6 separate regions of the Mus musculus genome follow, and regions 1, 2, 4, 5 and 6 are each linked to region 3. The links are chromatin contacts, called in public Hi-C, HiChIP or PLAC-seq and promoter capture Hi-C maps. All regions are on one chromosome and are shown on one strand. The core of a region is the stretch at or near the end of the contact, and the rest is flanking DNA. Distances in the headings are between cores, read along the strand shown. Region 1 overlaps Epha4 (Eph receptor A4). Region 2 holds the start of Cnot9 (CCR4-NOT transcription complex, subunit 9). Region 3 holds the start of Stk11ip (serine/threonine kinase 11 interacting protein). Region 4 overlaps Epha4 (Eph receptor A4). Region 5 holds the start of Pnkd (paroxysmal nonkinesiogenic dyskinesia). Region 6 holds the start of Ctdsp1 (CTD (carboxy-terminal domain, RNA polymerase II, polypeptide A) small phosphatase 1).

Region 1 (2,915 bases), core at 171-2,670, 1.9 Mb after region 3:
CAACAAAAACATTTCAAGAAGGCAGGACTGGGCACTGCACAAGCCACTTCCTTTCCGGACAGTACAATGAAGGCTACTTAAAGATAAGAGTCTGGAATAAAAACCAGCTAATAACATGTTATTTATTCACAAGTGCAGTGTGGATTCCCCTACCTTCATTCATTTTCAGCACACACCCTCTGCCCCCTGCAAGGAGCACCCTACAGAGGTGAATTCAGAGAATGCAGGTTTTTAAGCACCTGCGATGGCTTTCCATGATCTCAGCTTTATAAACATCACACAGATACAGAGGACTACTTTCACTAAAGTGGAAAAACTCAATGCTGCTGTGAAACCTCGTCATAAAAATTAATTAATAGGGCTTTGCAACCTCCCCCTCTTTTTCCTCCCATACCTTTTATGATTGTTCTCTAAACCTATCTTAACCTAAAATAAAAACTGTACTGGCCCCATCAAGTATTAAGGTCACAGATAAGGACGTGGATAATTAAGTGGTTCCATAGCATCGGAGGTTGGGAAAGAAAATGAGTTACCCACAATTTCCTCGGTGCGATTTTTCTCTACACTAGCTTCATTTATCATGGTCTGAGAATGTGTCGATACTACCAAAACCTGTGTTGAGGACGGATCCGTCCACTAGCCGGACATGCAAGAAGACCACCCACAGTAGCCATCCAGGGACTTCTCCAAAAGGAATAGATGTAGTGATCCACATATGCTGAATGTGCTGTGGAGATAGGACAGCCACAGAGAGCTGCCACATCAGTCCAAACGCATCCACCCCCACACCATCCACTGAAGCCCGCCTCCTCACCCTATGGCCTGGTCTGCATGAATTTGCCTCCTCTTCGTCTCCCATAATGACAAGCGGGAAAAAGGACTTTAGCAGGCGCTCGGAAAGGCACAGTTACTTCACTCTTATTAACTAAAGTTGTTTATGGAATTCCCTTAACGAGCCAAAACTTTATGGCGTGTGGAGCACCAACAATAAATGTGCTCCCAGATCAATCTCTCCCTTGTTTGCTTTTCTGTCTTTCACTGGACCGAAGCATCTTTAGAAAAACAAATTGCTTTGGTAGCTGTGATTTATGTCTCCCAAGTTCATATGCATCCCACAATTAGATATGGTTCAGCTTGCAAGGTGCTTTGGGTCGTGTTTAAGATGGCCCTAGGGTGTTCAGGAAAAATCTGCAACCCGGACATTGGTGGAAAGAAGCCCGCCAGGTCTTGGAGTCCCAAATCACACAGCAAGAGCCCTAAACAAATGCACAAACTCTCTGGGTCTCACCTGCCACTCAGAAGAGTTACATAAGACAAAAACAACTAGAAACTCAGGTTAGGAGTACCAACAAGACACAACTGATTTTAATGTCTTGTGAGCTGAGGTGGGGCTGGTGTGCAGAGACTGAGGGAGCCTAGAGGCTACCTTTGACCTTGACAAGTTAATAGGCACCCAGTCATGTTAATGATGAGCCACTGAGTTCCTCTAACCAGAGAAAAGGAGAATGACTTCATTTTAGCAAGCAGGAACTTTCTATTAAGCCCCATGAGGGAATGGGGGCTTTTGTCAAAATGCCTGGGGAGAAGGACTTTCTTTTTTTTTTTTTTTTTTTTTTTTTTAACTTTTTCTTAGGGGACCAGACCACTGGCTAATTCAAGCACACTTTCATTTTTATCAAACATCAACATTTAATGTTGCAAGATGAGAGTAGGTGATAATTGATAGAAATTAGTCAGTGGCTGGGTCACTATGATAATGAAAACACTGAATTCTACTGGAAGATGGTTTCTTCTAATTGGTTTCTTCTAATTTGTTAAGAGCTCAAAACTTACTATGGACTTCTTCAGTGAATTTAAAGGGGAGAGAAAATGTGTTTTGAGTTTATATAGTTTCTTCCTCAATGTTCATATCAACATGTTCCCAAGGATAAATGAGTTTATTCGGGGAAATACAGAGTCCTATACCAATTTAGAAAATTGAAAGCTGCTGTTCTTTCAACACATTGGCTATTTTCATCTCTTAACTTCTCGCTTTTACAAGCACAAGCAAAAAAAATACAAAATTGTCATTGTGCTGTTCTCGGCAGCCCCTGCCACCCTTAACTACATTAAGACCATGTTATTAATATTTCAGGATTCTTAGAAAGGCTCTTTCAAAATATAGCAGTGGCTTTTCACACACACAGCCATTTTGCTGCCTACATTCAAAATGACCTGCTAAATTGATGGTTTGGTACATTTCTTTGCTCTGTGTGGTTCAGCCTTTCAGAATTTAGCCCATAGATGCATAAGTGCATCCTGCATCTATTCACCACTCTACTTAAGCATCTTGAGATGCTCACCATTCTTTTTATTCGAAACATAATTCCTGTGGAAGATGCACTTGGCACAATACACAGTGACAAATACTTATTTCTCATCTTTTTTTTTTTCCCCTGAGTTGATTGAGAACTGCTGCTCTGTACTTTTGTAAGCGAATGACTTTGTAAGCAAATCCAACATGTTTTCTCAAGAAGCATCTTTCTCCTGTTTGTCCCAGTAAAGATGGTCAGGATGGATGATCTACTCCTGTCTCTCATGGAAAGATCAACTCAGTACAGCAAACTTCCATCCAACCCTTTAGCGTCAGCTTAATCACTTCTTTATGCTAACATGAAATAAAGGAAAATGGAGAACAATAAGAAGAAAAAGGAAAATACAGAGGAGCAAAAGGAGACATTTGTTTCCTTAGTTTACCTGCAAGCATAACTTAAGAGTCTTCACCAAAGGTAGCAGAATAAATATAGAGCTTTTAGGGGTCTACACTTTGAAATCATAGGACACAGGAATACAAGACAAGAAGAGAGCCACGAATTCTAGCAGCCTGGCCTATGCAACTGAGACCATGTCTCAAATCAAACAAAAGCTAATGTAAA
Region 2 (2,898 bases), core at 14-2,513, 1.0 Mb before region 3:
GAACCCCAGTCCAAAACCAAATCATTTACCCTGACAAAATTTCTTACCAACTGATTACATCTGTCCTTGGGTCTTCAGTCCCTCCTTTTCCTTTTGCCAGTATGCAACACTATTCTTTTGAATATTCACCCAAATATTAACATGACAAATGACAAACATCATACAAACACACTAGAGCCTATCTGTCTGGCCCAGAAGCCTCCTCTAATACTTAACACAATAAACCAAAATGCCCCCTTAACATTCCCTCTTAGATTAGTTCTTTCAACTATAGACTCATCAGGTACTGTTAACTCGCCAAAGGAATATCTGAAAAACACTACAGTACAACTCTCCAACGACACGGAACTTTATTACCTTTTTATTTTTCTCCAGATTTTGATTTAAAATTGGTTCAATAGACACCGTCAGTGTCCTGGCTAGATATGGGTAGCAACCAAAGGCACGACAAAAATTACACTCCCTTTCAGCGAGTAATGTCTAAGAGGAGTAGGAAAGTAAAGAATGGTCAAGCGGGCGTGTGAATATCGCAGTCAAGGTTTTAATGGATATGTGGCAACAAAGTCACCTGTAAAGACAGCAGGCCTTGCAGGGAGGTACGCTGAGACCACCTGAACCTTGGTGAAGAGAGGCCAGATTTAGAATGCAGAAAGCAAGTGACAACACGGACGCGTTAAAGGAGAAGTAAAGGGGGCAACACTCGAACGGGGCACCTGTAAGGCATTGGGTATCCAAGGACCCGGGGCGGGCTAAGCAGCAGCCGGGAGAACTCTGAAGTGGACGCCGAGTGGGCGGACCGCAGGGGTGGGGTGGGGGTGCCGGGGAAAACGGCTCAATTCAGAAGCTGTCCCGGCTCGTCTTACCTGCGCTAGAGGGTCCCAGCTCCGGACAAGCTTGCCGGAAGCACAAAGTTCCCGCGGAGGGGGTGGAGCCGAAAGGCTCGGAAGGAAGGGGCTCTACTAGCCCCAGAGAGCGAGGCCGGTCTCTCTCCTAGCACACCTAAACCCGCTGATGGCGGGAACTATGACTACACGCAAACACGTACGGACGCACGCACTCTCGACGCAACCAGTCCAGGCGCGTGCGCGTAAGCGCGCAAGTCCCGCCCCTCAAGCATTCGCTCTGCCCCTCACCATGCCCAGCCCCTAACCCGGGCGGCCCCGCCCCCGCCGTGACGACACTGTAATACACATGCGCACCGTCCACTTTACCAACTTTGGCCCTCCTACCATTTTCCTCACGCGCAACCGCTTGAGCATGCGCAATTCGTGTCCTTCCAAGCCTGCTGGCCTTTTCCCGCCCTTGTCTGGCCTTCGGGAGAAAGTCAGAGTTCACGTCTCTCAAAGGATTTACCTGCGATGCTGTGGGGATACGAGGGCCAGTAGTTTGCAGACGTCATTTTGATCCCGAATCTGAAGGTTCAAAGAACATACTTTGAGATTATTTGCTAGGCCGAGGTCCGGGAGGCGGGAAAGGGCTGGGTGGGCGGAGGGTCAGAGGTGAGAGGTCAAAGGCCCGCGAAGGGGGCGGAGCGAGGCGGAGGCGGATGGCGGCACTTCATCTTGGGCATCAGAGCCGCTGAAGCTGGGACGCGGGTCCGGTGCGTCCGGCGGGAGGAGGAGTGCGGCGGCCGCTCCAAACATGCACAGCCTGGCAACGGCAGCGGTGAGTGGTTGCTCCCGCTCGGATGTCCGTCTCAGCCTGTTTTCTAGCTCCCAGATCCGGGCCCTGAGTCCAGCTGCTCCTGCCCCTAGTCGCAAGGTCTGGGGGTCTCCACACGCCGACCGTGGCGGAGCCGGACCCCCGCTGTTCCCTCTCATCCCCTCCCGCCCCCTCTCCTGGCCTGGCGCGCGGCCTCTCGCGTTGTTTGCCAGCGCCAAGGCCTGGTCCCGCGCCCCGCGCTGCCCCAGCAGGCCATTCATTGATTCCTTTGCGCCTGGCGTCAGTTTATCTGGACGCGGGTTGTGAATGCTGGGCGTCGGCGGGGATGAGGATACTGCCACGGCCATTCGCTCTGGTCCCGTGATCCTAGACTTCCTCGCCTAGGCACATCTCAGTGGTTCGGAAATGGGCTTCTAGCTCAAGCCACTTGCTTTTTGCATGAGGAAAGACTTCCTCACGCCTCGCGTTTTATCTTTTAACAAGAAAAGCAAATCATGTATTATACCTCCCTAGAGTCGTACTATGGCTTTCGGTTAAATTTAGAGAAAGTAGACTCCTTCCCTGGCCTACAAGCCCTGTATGATGTGGTCCTTAGTCACGTTTATGGGCTTGGTTTTTGTCACTTGCTCCCTAAGCTCCGACCAAGAAGTATATGAACTTTTCTGTTACATATTCTCTACCTGGAATGTCTTTCTTAGGACTCTGCCTCCATACATACACACAAGTTTACCTCAGAGTGACTTTTTCCGACCATATTCATAGTAGCTTGTAACCCCAACATTTTCTCATATAGAGCACCGATCCCACGGTTTAATTACTAGACTTTTATATTTTATTTTACTTTTACTTGTGGGTTGTCTGTACTCTGTAAGTCAGGGGCAAGTATTTGGTGAGGCCTGTTCACTTGTTTTCCCCACCACTGGGACAGTTCCTACTACAGTAAGGTAAGCACTCAAATAATGCTGACTGAATGGCTACACTCACAACCATACTGGAAGCAGCATAGTTTAAAGACACTTCCAAAGGCCAGTTTCACTTTGTTTCACCAAGGGGAAATGCTATCAGGAAAATAATGTATTTAGATTACATTATGAGACAACGTAACATAATGACTAAATAAAATATGAAAAACTACCTTAACTTCAAGTATAAAAAGAAATATTTAGGACAGCCGTGCTTGGGATTTCTGTGAATTTTGAGGCCAGCCTGGTCTATATGGAAAGTTCAGGCCACCAT
Region 3 (2,968 bases), core at 392-2,891:
GTTTTCTTTGATTTTTCTCTCGTTCACTTATCTGGAAGCTCGGTAGTGTAGGACAAACCTGAGTAGAGAGAGGGGCTACCCATGTGAATGGAGGATTTTCACACAATAACTGTGGACCACGGAAGCCAGGCCAAAAAGCAAAGGTTTCAAGGCACCACATCAGGATATCAAAAGAATGAGTTTTTGTTTTTTGTTTCTTTTTCTGCCTATGAGAATTTGGCTTGATACAGTTGACTTGATTGTTATGGCTCCTCCCCCATGGCCAGCTTCAGGTGATCGATAAACAAGGACTGACAGTTGCTATGTAATGGATTATCAATTGCACAAAATGTCCCAGATCCATGAGACGGTATATAGGAAGTTTGTTCAGGCTAGAGAAGCCTTCCACCACCTCTAAAACTGACTGACTCCAACTCTACTCTTTAGATTTTTCATTAAAAGCAAACACTTGCATGTATGAATGTTTTGCCTGAATGCCTCTACACCATGCATGTGCTGTGCCCATGGAGATGAGAAGAGATTGTACAACCACCTGGAACTGGAGTTACAGATGGCTGTGGGCCGCCATGTGGGTACTGGGACTTGAACCCATGTCCTCTGGAAGCCTAGCCAGTGCTCTAATTCACTGAGCCATCTCTTCAGTCCTACACTTCATGTTTAACTTTCTTGTGTTAGAAAGGATTGTTTCATAAAAGACATTCCCCTCCCAAGCCTAGCTAGTCACTCCATCCTAAGAAATGTTTTCATAATGTAGACCAGAAGTTGATGTCAACTGCCAGACCAAGAGCCAGGGTAAAAACTACAGTGGTGCTGGGTGGTGGTGGCGGCGCACGCCTTTAATCCCAGCACTTGGGAGGCAGAGGCAGCCTGGTTTACAGAGTTTCAGGGCAGCCAGGGCTACACAGAGAAACCCTATCTTGAAAAAAAAAAAAAAAGCTACAGTGCCAATTTGGAAGTAGAAAACTCAACAGTCTTGCTTTTGTTAATTATTGATATATTTTATTTTCAAATTTAGGAAAACCACTTTTAGTTAGGTGTACTGAGCTGTAAATACAGTTAAAAACAAAACAAAACAAATACAGGTTCAGGTCATTACCAGTGACTAATTTTTGTTTTTGAGATAGGATCCCACTATGCAGCCCTGGCTAGCCTGGAACTCACTATTTAGAGCTGGCTGGTCTTGAACTCACTGAGACCCTCCTGCCTCTGCTTCCAGAGCTCTGAAATCAGAGACCAGGGACCAATTTGAGAGTGTGCTAAACCCTAAGGAAAAATAAGTCTAGAGACTGAGGACTATGACAGCAAAGGGGGTTTGAGAGTGGCATCCCTGCCAGCCTTAGCCCTTCTGGCTGATATAAAAGAACTTCGCAAGGACAGGACAGCTATGTAACTGGAAGATCAGTATTTGTTTTGGATGAGTTCTTTTCCTTCTAATACAAGATCCCATTTCTCCAAGCTCTGCTTCCCCGCCCAGTCTGCAAACAAGAGTCAGGTTTCTCTCTCTGCCGAAGGGGCCACCCAGAGCCGAGCTAGACCTGGGGCCCCGTTAGGGGCTTAATCCCGGCTAGTTCCGTCCTACTGACACATCGGCTCGCCCAGGGCGTGGCTTCCGGTAGCGAAGGCATGCTTTCCGGTAGGTCCTTTGCCTTCCGGGGCGGGACTTCCTGCCCTAAAAGAGCCCGGCTGCCAAAGTGATTGGAGTGCGAATTACGCGGGCCCATGGGCTCCCGAGGCCCAATGCTTTTTGGAAAAGGGGTCAGAGAGATCGTTCTTTTTAGCTGATGCTTACTTTTTACATTGCGCGACGCCTCCATTTGCACGAAAGCTCTGGGCTTTTGTTGCCCACCTGAGGCTCTTCCGCTTCCCCTTTCCCCAGGCTCCGCCCCCAGCGTCCCGTGGCTATGACGACCGCTCCGCGGGATTCAGTAGTGTGGAAGCTGGCGGGACTTTTGCGGGAGTCGGGTGAGTGGACTTCTGGCTTATTTGGTTGGGAGTTCTAGGTGTGTTCGATACTGTCCAGAAACGCCGGGAATCACCGAGTCATTGCCGGCGGGGTCACGAGGTGCCGGCGTCTTCTGGGTGTGTTCCTTGTGACGCGTTGTTTACAGTCATGCCTTTGACAGTCTAAACTCTATCCATCTCTCATAGCACTTAACTCTCCAGAGGAAAGGGATCATTAATAGATTAAACACTTGCAGACAAGAACATAATCACTTGTACCGAAAGCCAAGTATAAGCACCTTAGACACCAGAGATTTGGAGACCCACATAGGTTAGTCCCAACCCTCTATCAGACTTGGATAAGTTTTTAGACCCTCAGTATTCTTCTCAGATAGGTTAGCATAGGGATTGTATTGAACGCAAAAGATAGCGGGATTTTAGTTAGCTTATTTAGTGCAGTGCATGCATGCATAATAAGTGTTCAAAAGATAGTGTTACTATAGTTGCTGCCCCAGTGCCTGGGCATGGCAAAGATCACTGTGTTGTTTGGTTTTTGTTTTTTTTTTTGTTTTGTTTTGTTTTTTTGTTTTGTTTTTTTTTTTTTTTTGAGACAGGGTTTCTCTGTGTAGTCCTGGCTGTCCTGGAACTCACTTTGTAGACCAGGCTGGCCTCGAACTCAGAAATCCGCCTGCCTCTGCCTCCCAAGTGCTGGGATTAAAGGCATGTGCCACCACGCCTGGCACTATGTTGTTTGTTATGTGGTTGCCATCATCAGCTAAATGATCACAATCATGATTCTTTGAGAGCTGGGGATATAGTTCAGTAGCAGAGCATATGTTTAGCATGTACAAAACTTTGACTTATAATCCCTAGCATCCTCCCCACACACACAGAAAGGAGAGATTCTTCTTTGAGCCCCGGCTTTCCTATCTGTAAGGTGGGGTTAATGGATGTCTTTAGGAGATAAGGATGAGATCTAGATGAAGCAGCTGTCATTTGGAATGTGTGACCTCGATGGCATTAGTGC
Region 4 (3,349 bases), core at 840-3,339, 2.0 Mb after region 3:
AATAAGACAACCTACCCCCCCAAAACCCTCAAGACTGTACAGATTCATGGGATCTAAGTGTGATGCTTGTAAGTCCCACTCCTTCTTGCTCCAAGTACTCAGAAAGTGCATGTATAATTAGGAGCCACTAAAGACAGCTTAAGATCTGAGTTTGAAGCTAGCCTGGTCTACATAGTGAATTCCAGGACAGCCAGGTCTATACAGAAAAACCCTGTCTCAAGGAAGAGAGGAAGGAGGGAGGGAAGGGAAGGAAGGGAGGGAAGGGAAGGAAGGGAAGGAAGGGAAGGAAGGGAAGGGAAGGAAGGGAAGGGTGAACATCCTACACAATGGGTCATTTGGTGAGGTCCAGGATCAGCTCCATGTACCCAGTCACCATCAAGTTCAGAAAAGAATCACAGTACTTGATCACAGCAAACACACCAAAACCACAAAGCCCCACAGTACTGAAAGTGGGAAGGCAATGTTAAGTTTCTGTGGGAGGAATTCTACACACTAGCCAGAAAAATTGCTTACACCTGAGGTTTATAGTTCTACAAGATATTAATAGATTAACCACTGCATACCTCTGATCTGATCCATATATATATGGATCAGATATGTGTGTGTGTGATATGATATATACATGATATGTGTGTGTGTGTGTGTGTGTGTGTGTGTGTGTGTGTGTGTGTGTGTGTGTATGCATAGTTGTTTTGCATCCTTCAAAGCATTAAACCTGTTTCTACTTGAGAAAGCCCGGTCCGCTTTTTTCTTGAGGTCAGGGCCATCATGCAGCAGCTCAAAACCTACTTCCAAAGAACTTTAGCACAGTTAGCAGTGCCCCAGGCAGGAGTCTCAGTTATCAGAAATGCAAATAGAAAAACAAAGGCTATTCTAATTCAAGGCTCCACCAGCACAGAAAGGGAAATCAAGCAAGCCTATCTCCTAGGTAACACAGGACAAGTCACCTTCTAAATTAGGGCTAGTTTTTATACTAACTTGTTTGTTCACTGATGTATATAAAAGATTCTTTAAAAAAAAAATAACTTTAAATAGGTTAAAAGTTCTACCCACTTACCTATAGCATAGATATATAGATGTCGGTTTTAATCCTAACAGTATAGCTGAACTAAATAATAATAATAGATCTAAAGGCCTTTGATTTTCTTTTAAAGCAAAGAGTCTTGAACCACAAATGGTTGCTGGACACAGTCTTCAATCAACATCATGGGCCACGGTGTATATGGTTGACTCCATTCCTTTACCAGGGGAACAGCAGAGCTCTCTGGGAAGCACACAGGCAACCCACAAAGACAAGTCTAACAAATGAGATGTTTGGTACTTGGATTTATGGCTCTAGATCTGCCTGCTGGCCATGCACCAATCCAATACCAGATTACTAGGCAGCATAAGGACAGACAACAGATTTCTAGTTCCTGCCCAAAGAGGCACCCTGGTGCTACTGATGAACATCTAGAAGGTCGAGTCAATACAACCAGTGACAGATCTACAACCATTGCAGGGCTCAGGACTGCTTTCAAAGCACCTGGCTACAGTGGAAAGAAACCTTACAAGGTGAGCCCTTAAGAGACAGATGGTATCAGGTCTTAGTGGCGTATGAAAGGAACAGTTATACATGCTGGTCACAGCACTTGGCACACGGGACCTCTTACAGAAATATGCAAAGCGCATTCCTATCCAAAGAGGCACATTTGCCTCCTGACTCAGGACAGACAGGTCTCACATGGTTACCTGTTCTGCTCTTTGATGTTTGTGAAAGGCCTCCGTAACTGGAGCAGCTTTTCCTACAGTTGCCTGAGCTTTGGCACTTGGGAAAGGACCCTGCTTTCTCTGGGGCTGGTTGCCTTGATCTCTTTAGTGAATAATTAGTGATTTTTTTTTTTTTTTTTGAGACTTGGAACACTTAAGAGATCATAAGAGAAATCAAGAACAAGCAACCATCTCAACAACAACACCCTGCCACTGAATGGTCTTGGCATATAAAATGTGGCTTGTCACAGTTAACAGCAGAGTGTTTATTTTGCTGTCCAGCAGCTCTGCATCTCTAAGCACCCGCACTCTTCCTGCTGTGAGATTCAACCTCCGTTACAGCCCATCAGGACCACAGGCTGGCTTCCTTGCATCTTGTCTTCCCCACAGCCTCTCCGGCCTTTTAGTACTGTGTGAATGAGGAAACCGGAGGCAGTAGCAATTACACACTCCTCCTCACCACCCCCCACCCCCGCCCCGTACCCCGCCCCAAGTGGGCATCAGTCAAGGGCACAGATGTGCACTGAGCCGAGGTACCTGGTAACTGACATCAAGGGAGGAGGAAATTTCTTCAAAGCAGAAGTTCAAAGGTGTGTCTTGGGAAAGGAAAAGGCCAAAACTCTGGTCTACACCCACCTGTGACTCCTAAGATCAATGCTGCTTCTAGATACATAGACCAGGGCACACTGAATGGTCTCCAACTTGTAGTTCTATCCTATATATATAAAATGGAACCAGAGGCCTGGCCCCTTCCAAGGAAGTCATCCTGATTTTAAATACCTGCTTTCACCTCTGTGATTACTGTATTAAAATAGAAAGAGCAATACAACAAAAACTGCAAGATTTGTAGAGTTGGAAAAAATTTTCATCACTAGCAAAACTCCATACACACCTTCAGCAGAGCCATGGCTACTCCTATATCTATCTATCTGTATAATGGAGATAGGTAGACTTGGGTCTCCTGCAGTTTCTCCGTGGCACGCCCTGTGGTTTATACTGAAGTAAATCACATGCACATTTAATCAGCATTTCTGCTGGCAATTCTCATTTGTTCTGTCCAGCCTGGGTAAGCAGAGAATTTAACTGCATACAGAAAGCAATCCAGCCATGTTATGTCTCTTACCTGGTGTCAGGTAAGAGATCGTGTCAGGCCATCTAGACATAAGGATGCCTAAGAGAATGACTGTAGAACCTAATGGATTTGTACAAAAGCTAACCAGCAATCAACAAATGGTGGGCAATCTGGTTGTCCACAATGGTTTGGATAAGTTGTGTCTGCCTTGGCTCCTAACGTTAATGGCTTCTATTAGTTTTGGGGGGCTAATCCACAACCAGCCTACCTCTAAACAAGTTTTTCTCCGAAACGGAACACTGTGCTGACTCTGTCTTTGATCATGTGCCTCCACAGTTTTCCTCCCCAGAGGAACGTATACACTTCAGAGAGCAGGTAAACAATCCACTGCTGCCCTGGTCCTGCCCTGGTCCTGCTCAGTGGCTGAGGTTGTGTTCCTTCCTCCTCACCTTTTACAAGGAGGCAAACAACCACTTGGAGGCTGCCATAGCCTTAGTCAAGGTGCCAGCACACTCTAAAGCTCTCAAC
Region 5 (3,099 bases), core at 395-2,894, 1.2 Mb before region 3:
CAGAGCCCACAGAGCTGTGACCTCCTCTGGAGCATAGCCCCCTGCTGTGCTGTTCCCCTTACCACGTTCTCTGAGGTGCACAGCTGACAGGACAGGCCATACCAGGCTAGGTATGAATTAAGTTATGAGAGTTTCATGAGGCTGGCATCCGAGATTATTATTAATGCCCCTTCTGGAATGTAAACTACCTTTAATTTCCACTTAGGTTACTTCCATTCACTTTCATACAAGATTTTATATATATATATATATATATATATATTTTAAAGAATACCAAGATCCAGAAAGCTAACAAAGCTGACAGACTGCTAAACAGCAGAGGTAGGATTTGAACCCAGGGGTCACACTTAACCCCAGTGCCCTATGGCCCTTCCTTTGAATATCCTGCAGGCCAAAGTAGGTGGCTTTCACTTTGGTCTCTTATAATAGCTGCCTAGGACCAACAGGCCATACTCAAAAGCCCATCTGCACTGATCTGAGATGTTCAAAGGCCTACCTGAGTGCAATGCAAAGGTGACCTCACTATCATCCGGGCCCTCCATGCTACCGACCACCCCTTCCTGGGGTTCCAAGACCCAGCCCTCGTCATTGCCCTCTTCTTCTTCTTCCTCTTCCTCAAAGTCCACGTCTTCCATCTCCTGGGCCAGATCATCTGCTTTGAGAGAAGCGTTAAAAGATGGAGCTCCAAAGATAATACAAGGAATGGGGTAAGGGTTAAAGAATGAAAAAGGTGAAGCTAGGGTGGGTCGTGTGGCCAAAGGTTAAGATGTTGTCTCACACGTACCGAGCAGGAAGAGAGCACTTGGGGGGCGGGGAGGGGGAGAGAGGCTAGGTCTGAAGATCTGGTGTTGGCCAGCGACCGTGTGGGAAGAGAGGACAGAGGGCATGATGGGAAGGGGGTGTGTGAGGGGAAGGGCTAGGGGAGGCGTCAGGGAACCCCCACCCAGCCAGGCCTAGAAACTAAAGGTGGGGGGTAGGGGAGGAGGTCTGGGAGAGAAATGTCGGTAGGAACGACCGGTAGGGAAGGGGGGAGGGGGGACTGGGGAGAAGCAGGGGTCAGAGGCCAGGGGTGAGCGCCTCTTGTCCCGTGGCCTCAGGAGCGTCAGTTCTCACCCGGGTCCGGCGGGCCTGGATCCAGCTCTACCACCTCAATGATCTCTTCATCTCCGTGAAAGCTCAGAGTCTCCAGAGGCGGGGTGTCAGCGGCCGCTCCGCTCTCCGATTCGGACTCCATGCGGCGAAAGCTACCGATCCACTTCTCTGGGCCCAAACGCCTCCCAGAGTCAGCTCTGCGCGACGACGCGGAACTCGAGCCCCTCCTCCCGGGAGGAAGTAGGCGTAGGTGACTCCCGGCCGAAAGAGCGACGGCATCCGGGCCAATGGCGACAGTGGTGGACTAACAGAGCCGCCAATCATAAGGCAGAACTAGGATGACCAGGCCGGGGCGTGGCGGGAGAGCCCAAGCTCCACCTTACATGACTCCGCCCCCAGCTGAAGGGAAACAAGCGAGCGTGCGCGCCTCCAGGGTCTCCTGGGAGGAGTAGTTCTCCGGGGCCCGCTACGCGGACTTCTGGGAAATGTAGTTTTTGCTCTGTAGGCAGGACGGAAGGCGCGGGGGAGGCCCCTTACGCAAACTACAATTCCCGACGGGGAGCGCAGTGAAGGGGGGTGGGACCCGAACATGGCGGCGGTGGTAGCTGCTACGGCGCTGAAGGGCCGGGGGGCGAGAAATGCCCGCGTCCTCCGGGGTAAGGAGAGGGACCCTCGGGAGGGCAGGGTTTTAAAAGATTCCGTTTCCTTTATATCCCACCCAGCGCGACAGCAGGAAGTCAGCATGCCAATTGCTGCCCACACCTCTCTGCAAGATCTTAGAGAGTCTGGGGGTGAAAAGATGCTCTAGAGGTCACCCAGTCCAACTCCTGCGTTTAGGTTGCGCGGCGTGTCTAGGGTCTTATTGCTAGAGAGGGTACCAAAGAAACCTTTAGACTCCCGCGCCCCAGGGGTTTCACACTCACCGCAGTGCAGAGGAAAGAGCCCTGGGCATCTGGAGGCTTGAGTTCTAGCACTGAGTAATTAGCGGTTTGACCTTGTGCGAAGCAGCTCGTCTTCGGGCTTCAGCTTCCTCTTCGACGGGATGGAGTTAGTTATCCTTAAGGATAGCTTAAGGTCCTGCAGTTTTAAAACAGTTCCCCGGATTTCCTTCATACGTATGTCTCCGGTGAGTTCCTCTGCAGTCCTTCCCAGCCTGACTTCTGAATAGAACAGCAGCGAAGCTCACTGCCTTGGCACCAGGGTGAGGAGCCCGCAGTGACGTTTAAGTAGCCTTCCAAAGGTGTCACCCGATGGCGATTTTCCCATTTCTCTTTAGATTCTTCACTGCACTTGTTACTCCAGACTGCAGTCACTCCCCTTCCTCATCTCCCATACTGACATGCCATACTTTCATTCACAGGGATCCTCTCTGGAGCCACAGCTAACAAGGCTTCCCAGAACAGGACCAGAGCACTGCAGAGCCACAGCTCACCAGAATGCAAGGAGGAGCCCGAGCCCCTCTCCCCTGAGCTAGAATACATTCCCAGAAAGAGGGGCAAGAACCCCATGAAAGCCGTGGGGCTAGCCTGGTGAGTTTAACTGCTCCCTTTGCCTACCAGTGGGGAGTGCATTGAAAGGTGTGGGGACCTAGAAACTTCTCTGAAATGCGGGTGGAGAGCTGAATCCAAGGGAAGGAAATTGCTGGAGTCAAGGGATGGACTCTCAGAAGGGGGGGGGGGGCTAGGGTGGAAAAATATGTAAAATTGGGGGATAGTGGCTTTTCTGTGGAGCAAATTGAGCTGATCTGATTTGAATTTGAGTCACTGGATTCATCCTTCCCTTTGGGAGCAGGGGTCACATTCCAATCCCAGTAATTAAGTGTCAGATTGCGTTGTGTAGAAGCTAGACGTGTTTCTGTGAATTCTGTGGATCTGATTCTGGCCTTAATACATATTACTGATTATCACTCACTAAAGTAAAAGGAAGGGAAATTAACATTTTTTTCCATCCAATGTCTGAGGTATGACAATACTTTGCCATATAACGTTTGAAGCTTTCTGAGGTAAA
Region 6 (2,867 bases), core at 294-2,793, 1.1 Mb before region 3:
AAAAATAAAAATAAACGAACCGCAGCCCTAGAGCGGCGCAACTGAGGGGCTTCCTGCGAGAAGGCTCTGTATGCAAACGCAGATTCAGGCTCTGGCTGGGGTGTGTCACTACAGATCCGGTGACACGTGTGTTTAAAATCTGAACGGTTGCGGTCTCAGGCGCCCAAGGGCGGGCGCTGGGCCCTCCCTCCGCGGGCGTCCCCTGAGCACTCGGGAGCACAGCCAGCCCTAGACGGGGCCCCTCTAATAATCACAGATAGGGGCGGTGGGGTGGGGGTGGAGGGCCTCTAAACAAGGTGGTATTTCTTCTAGTTCGATGGGATTTGGCTCTGCCAAGGACGAAGGGGCACGTTTCAAGCCGAGGGAACAGCACGTACAAGATACAAGGCGCCCTGAGCAGCAGAGGCTCGGCTTCTGCCAGGGTTTGGCAGGGGAAGAGGGCGAGATTTGCTACAGGACAGTCGGTAAAGGTAGGCGCCGAAGTGGACTTTTCAATCCTGGGATGTTCTCGAGACTGCAGGGAATGCTGATAGTTACAGTTGGATCACGAACATAATTTAGGACTGGAGAGGTTCATCAGCCGTTAAGAGAAGTCCCTGCTCATGCAGGCCACCTGAATGAGTTCAGGTGCCAGCACTCAAGGCTAACCACTGCCTCCAACTTCTGCTCCAGGCGATGGCGCCCTCTTCTGGCCATTGAAGGCTCCGGCATTCATACACATACACAAAAATAAAATCAATCTATCTACAATTCCACAATTTGATGAGTTTGCATAACTGGGGCTAGCAAAGAATGCCTTTGGGGGGGGGGAACGGGATATTCACAACGTTAGACAAAAGACCCATTGTAGAGGCGGTGAGAAGGCTTGGGGGTAAAGGTGTCTACTGGCCAGCCTGACTACCTGAGTTTGATGCCTCTCCCAAAGAGAGGAAGAAGAGAACTTCTGATCTCCACTCGTAGAACGTGTATCCTCCTCCACACATAAATATAACTTTAAATTTTTTAGGGGCTGGAAAAATGGCTCAGGGGCACATGTCACTCTTAAAAGGACTCTATTTCCGCTCCTAAGGCCCACACCGGCTATTAACTCCAGTTCCAGGGGGATCTGACGCCCTCGTCCGGCCTCAGAGTGCACTACAAATATGTGGAGTACATACATAAACATATATATTTTTACAGGCCATACACATAAAATATTTCAATTAAAAAAAAAACTAAAACCCATTTTACAGAAAGTTAGCGTCATCCCATTTTCCAGAGGAACAAACGGAGGCAGATCGTGTCAGCACTTTGGAATGCGTGGAGGTGGAGCCCCGACGTCCTCGGGCACTCCCCGACTGGGCGCCTGGGGCGGGCCTCAAGTCCCGGGGCTCGGTGGCCCGCAGCGGCGGGTTACGGCTGTCCGCTCTGCCACGCAGCCGCAGAACGCTCGGTCCGGCCAGCACACCGCAGGAAGAGAGGCGACGCCCCCTGGATCTCCGCAGCAACCCGGCCCGCCTCCCAGCCCGCCGGGCCCCAGAAGTGATGAAAGCTGCGGCGGAGTCCCAGGCGCGCCGAAGCCGTTGCCCTTTTAAGGGGAAGCCTTGAAACGGCGCCCGGGTTCCATGTTTGCATCCGCCTCGCGGGGAGGAAACTCCATGTTGTAACAAAGTTTCCTCCGCGCCCCCTCCCTCCCCCTCCCCCCGAGAACCTGGCTCCCCTCCCCTCCGAAGCTCGCGGGGATCCCTCCCTCCCACCCTCCCCTCCCCCCCGCGCCCCGATTCCGGCCCGAGCCGGGGGGGAGGCCGGGCGCCGGGGCCAGAGTCCGGCCGGAGCGGAGCGCGCCGGGCCCCATGGACAGCTCGGCCGTCATTACTCAGATCAGCAAGGAGGAGGCGCGGGGCCCGCTGCGGGGCAAAGGTAGGCGGGCGGCGGGAGGGCAGAACCGGACTAGGGGCCGTCCCCGCGCTGCGGTCGCTGCCGCTGTCCCGGGCGCGCGCCTCGGCCTGGCCCGGCCCGAGCCCCGGCCAGTGCGGCCGAGAGAGTTTGAACTCCGCGAGAGTCTGAGGCGCTGGGCGGGGCCTGGCGCCACCAGTGCGCTCGAGGCTTCTCGTAGTGGGGAAACTGAGGCAGAAGGCGAGCGAGGGGCTGGCGGGCTCCCGGGCGTCACCCCCTCCCCCAGTTTGGCGCCAATGGGACGAGAAGGTGGGGGTGAGGCGGCCACCCGGCCACCCGCTGAGGCTCCGCCCCCTCCAGGCTGAGGTCTGGAAGGGGTGCCGAGGTGACAGCGGGCTGGGGAGGCTTGCAGGGATCTCCCGCCAACTAACTCACAGCCAGGTTCCCACAAACTCGGGCGTCACGCGTGGAGGTGCAGACGACACCTTCGAAGGCAGAGAGCCCCTAGCCTTGCAAGACAGACTTGGGGGCCTTGTATCCAGCTGGGCACGCGACACCCAGGCTGCAACAGGCTAGGCCGGTTGGCCTCGGGCCTGTGCACGCTTGCACCCACCCTGTAAGGGGTGCTGCCCGCCTATGCGGAGCCCCTAAGGCTCGCAAGAGTGGGGCTCACCCCTCCCTCCCCTGTGTGAATTTCAAGATTGGGAAGTCACTCCGGGTTTGTCCACTGTCCAGTTCCTCGCTCTTTGGGGGTTGGGGGGGGGGTGGCCTGGAGGCAGAAAGGATTAGAGAAGAGGCTTGGTGGGGGTAGGTCTGTCAATTTAGACAGGCCGCTGCAAAGAGACGGGGCGGGGTGAAGGAGGTGGGGCCGGTGGGGCTGACAGCCCTGGGACACTGGCCTCTGGGCCCAGGCTCAATGGGGACTTTGGACTCACTGGGTAGACAGAATGGAGGGAGAGTGGGAGTGGACGACAGGGCCCTGAGCCCTGAAG

Evidence for each region. Promoter capture Hi-C pulls out the DNA fragments that hold promoters and counts their contacts. Hi-C and Micro-C count contacts between places; a contact is called where the count stands out from the background. HiChIP or PLAC-seq counts read pairs in DNA pulled down with a chosen protein or histone mark.
Region 1: an H3K27ac HiChIP or PLAC-seq map of embryonic stem cells shows a contact between it and region 3, with 5 read pairs. The contact joins the enhancer-like site here to the promoter of Stk11ip in region 3. A contact is called at or near these places in 2 of 39 promoter capture datasets (embryonic stem cells and hippocampal neurons), 10 of 115 datasets of contacts at active chromatin or transcription factors (embryonic stem cells, extraembryonic endoderm stem cells, pancreatic cancer cells and 1 more) and 2 of 9 other capture datasets (adipose tissue and embryonic stem cells).
Region 2: an H3K27ac HiChIP or PLAC-seq map of thymic regulatory T cells shows a contact between it and region 3, with 4 times the contacts expected there. The contact joins the promoter of Cnot9 here to the promoter of Stk11ip in region 3. A contact is called at or near these places in 2 of 39 promoter capture datasets (liver and pre-B cells), 2 of 484 Hi-C or Micro-C datasets (CD4 T cells and CD8 T cells) and 1 of 115 datasets of contacts at active chromatin or transcription factors (thymic regulatory T cells).
Region 4: a contact with region 3 is called in a promoter capture Hi-C map of embryonic stem cells, with 10 times the contacts expected there. The contact joins the enhancer-like site here to the promoter of Stk11ip in region 3. A contact is called at or near these places in 2 of 39 promoter capture datasets (embryonic stem cells and hippocampal neurons), 4 of 115 datasets of contacts at active chromatin or transcription factors (embryonic stem cells, extraembryonic endoderm stem cells and pancreatic cancer cells) and 1 of 9 other capture datasets (embryonic stem cells).
Region 5: a contact with region 3 is called in a Hi-C map of CD8 T cells, with 7 times the contacts expected there. The contact joins the promoter of Pnkd here to the promoter of Stk11ip in region 3. A contact is called at or near these places in 1 of 484 Hi-C or Micro-C datasets (CD8 T cells) and 1 of 115 datasets of contacts at active chromatin or transcription factors (bone marrow-derived macrophages).
Region 6: an H3K27ac HiChIP or PLAC-seq map of double positive thymocytes shows a contact between it and region 3, with 4 times the contacts expected there. The contact joins the promoter of Ctdsp1 here to the promoter of Stk11ip in region 3. A contact is called at or near these places in 1 of 39 promoter capture datasets (pre-B cells), 2 of 115 datasets of contacts at active chromatin or transcription factors (double positive thymocytes and pancreatic cancer cells) and 1 of 9 other capture datasets (adipose tissue).

What each region holds. Positions count from the first base shown.
Region 1 is chr1:77,445,846-77,448,760 of GRCm38.p6, forward strand. The region is part of intron 3 of Epha4 (Eph receptor A4); the gene reads right to left. Among named protein-coding and RNA genes, the nearest start is that of Mir6352, 49 kb to the right of the region's middle. Within about 2 kb of position 1,421, at least 10 of the 459 cell types and tissues checked have an H3K27ac peak or open chromatin away from gene starts, as enhancers often do. A contact at or near this core is called in embryonic stem cells, where this site is marked.
Region 2 is chr1:74,504,797-74,507,694 of GRCm38.p6, forward strand. Cnot9 (CCR4-NOT transcription complex, subunit 9) reads left to right here and starts at 1,264. Exons shown (of 8, transcript NM_021383.5): 1 at 1,264-1,665. The coding sequence starts at 1,642. It overlaps Usp37 (ubiquitin specific peptidase 37), which reads right to left and starts at 1,025. Exons shown (of 24, transcript NM_001310662.1): 1 at 864-1,025.
Region 3 is chr1:75,519,888-75,522,855 of GRCm38.p6, forward strand. Stk11ip (serine/threonine kinase 11 interacting protein) reads left to right here and starts at 1,642. Exons shown (of 25, transcript NM_027886.3): 1 at 1,642-1,755; 2 at 1,877-1,962. The coding sequence starts at 1,902.
Region 4 is chr1:77,471,957-77,475,305 of GRCm38.p6, forward strand. All of the region lies in intron 3 of Epha4 (Eph receptor A4), which reads right to left. Among named protein-coding and RNA genes, the nearest start is that of Mir6352, 23 kb to the right of the region's middle. Within about 2 kb of position 2,090, at least 18 of the 459 cell types and tissues checked have an H3K27ac peak or open chromatin away from gene starts, as enhancers often do. A contact at or near this core is called in embryonic stem cells, where this site is marked.
Region 5 is chr1:74,283,390-74,286,488 of GRCm38.p6, forward strand. Pnkd (paroxysmal nonkinesiogenic dyskinesia) reads left to right here and starts at 1,645. Exons shown (of 10, transcript NM_001039509.1): 1 at 1,645-1,748; 2 at 2,453-2,621. The coding sequence starts at 1,682. Aamp (angio-associated migratory protein) reads right to left here and starts at 1,349. Exons shown (of 11, transcript NM_146110.3): 1 at 1,114-1,349; 2 at 497-652. The coding sequence starts at 1,234.
Region 6 is chr1:74,390,066-74,392,932 of GRCm38.p6, forward strand. Ctdsp1 (CTD (carboxy-terminal domain, RNA polymerase II, polypeptide A) small phosphatase 1) reads left to right here and starts at 1,544. Exons shown (of 7, transcript NM_153088.2): 1 at 1,544-1,899. The coding sequence starts at 1,833.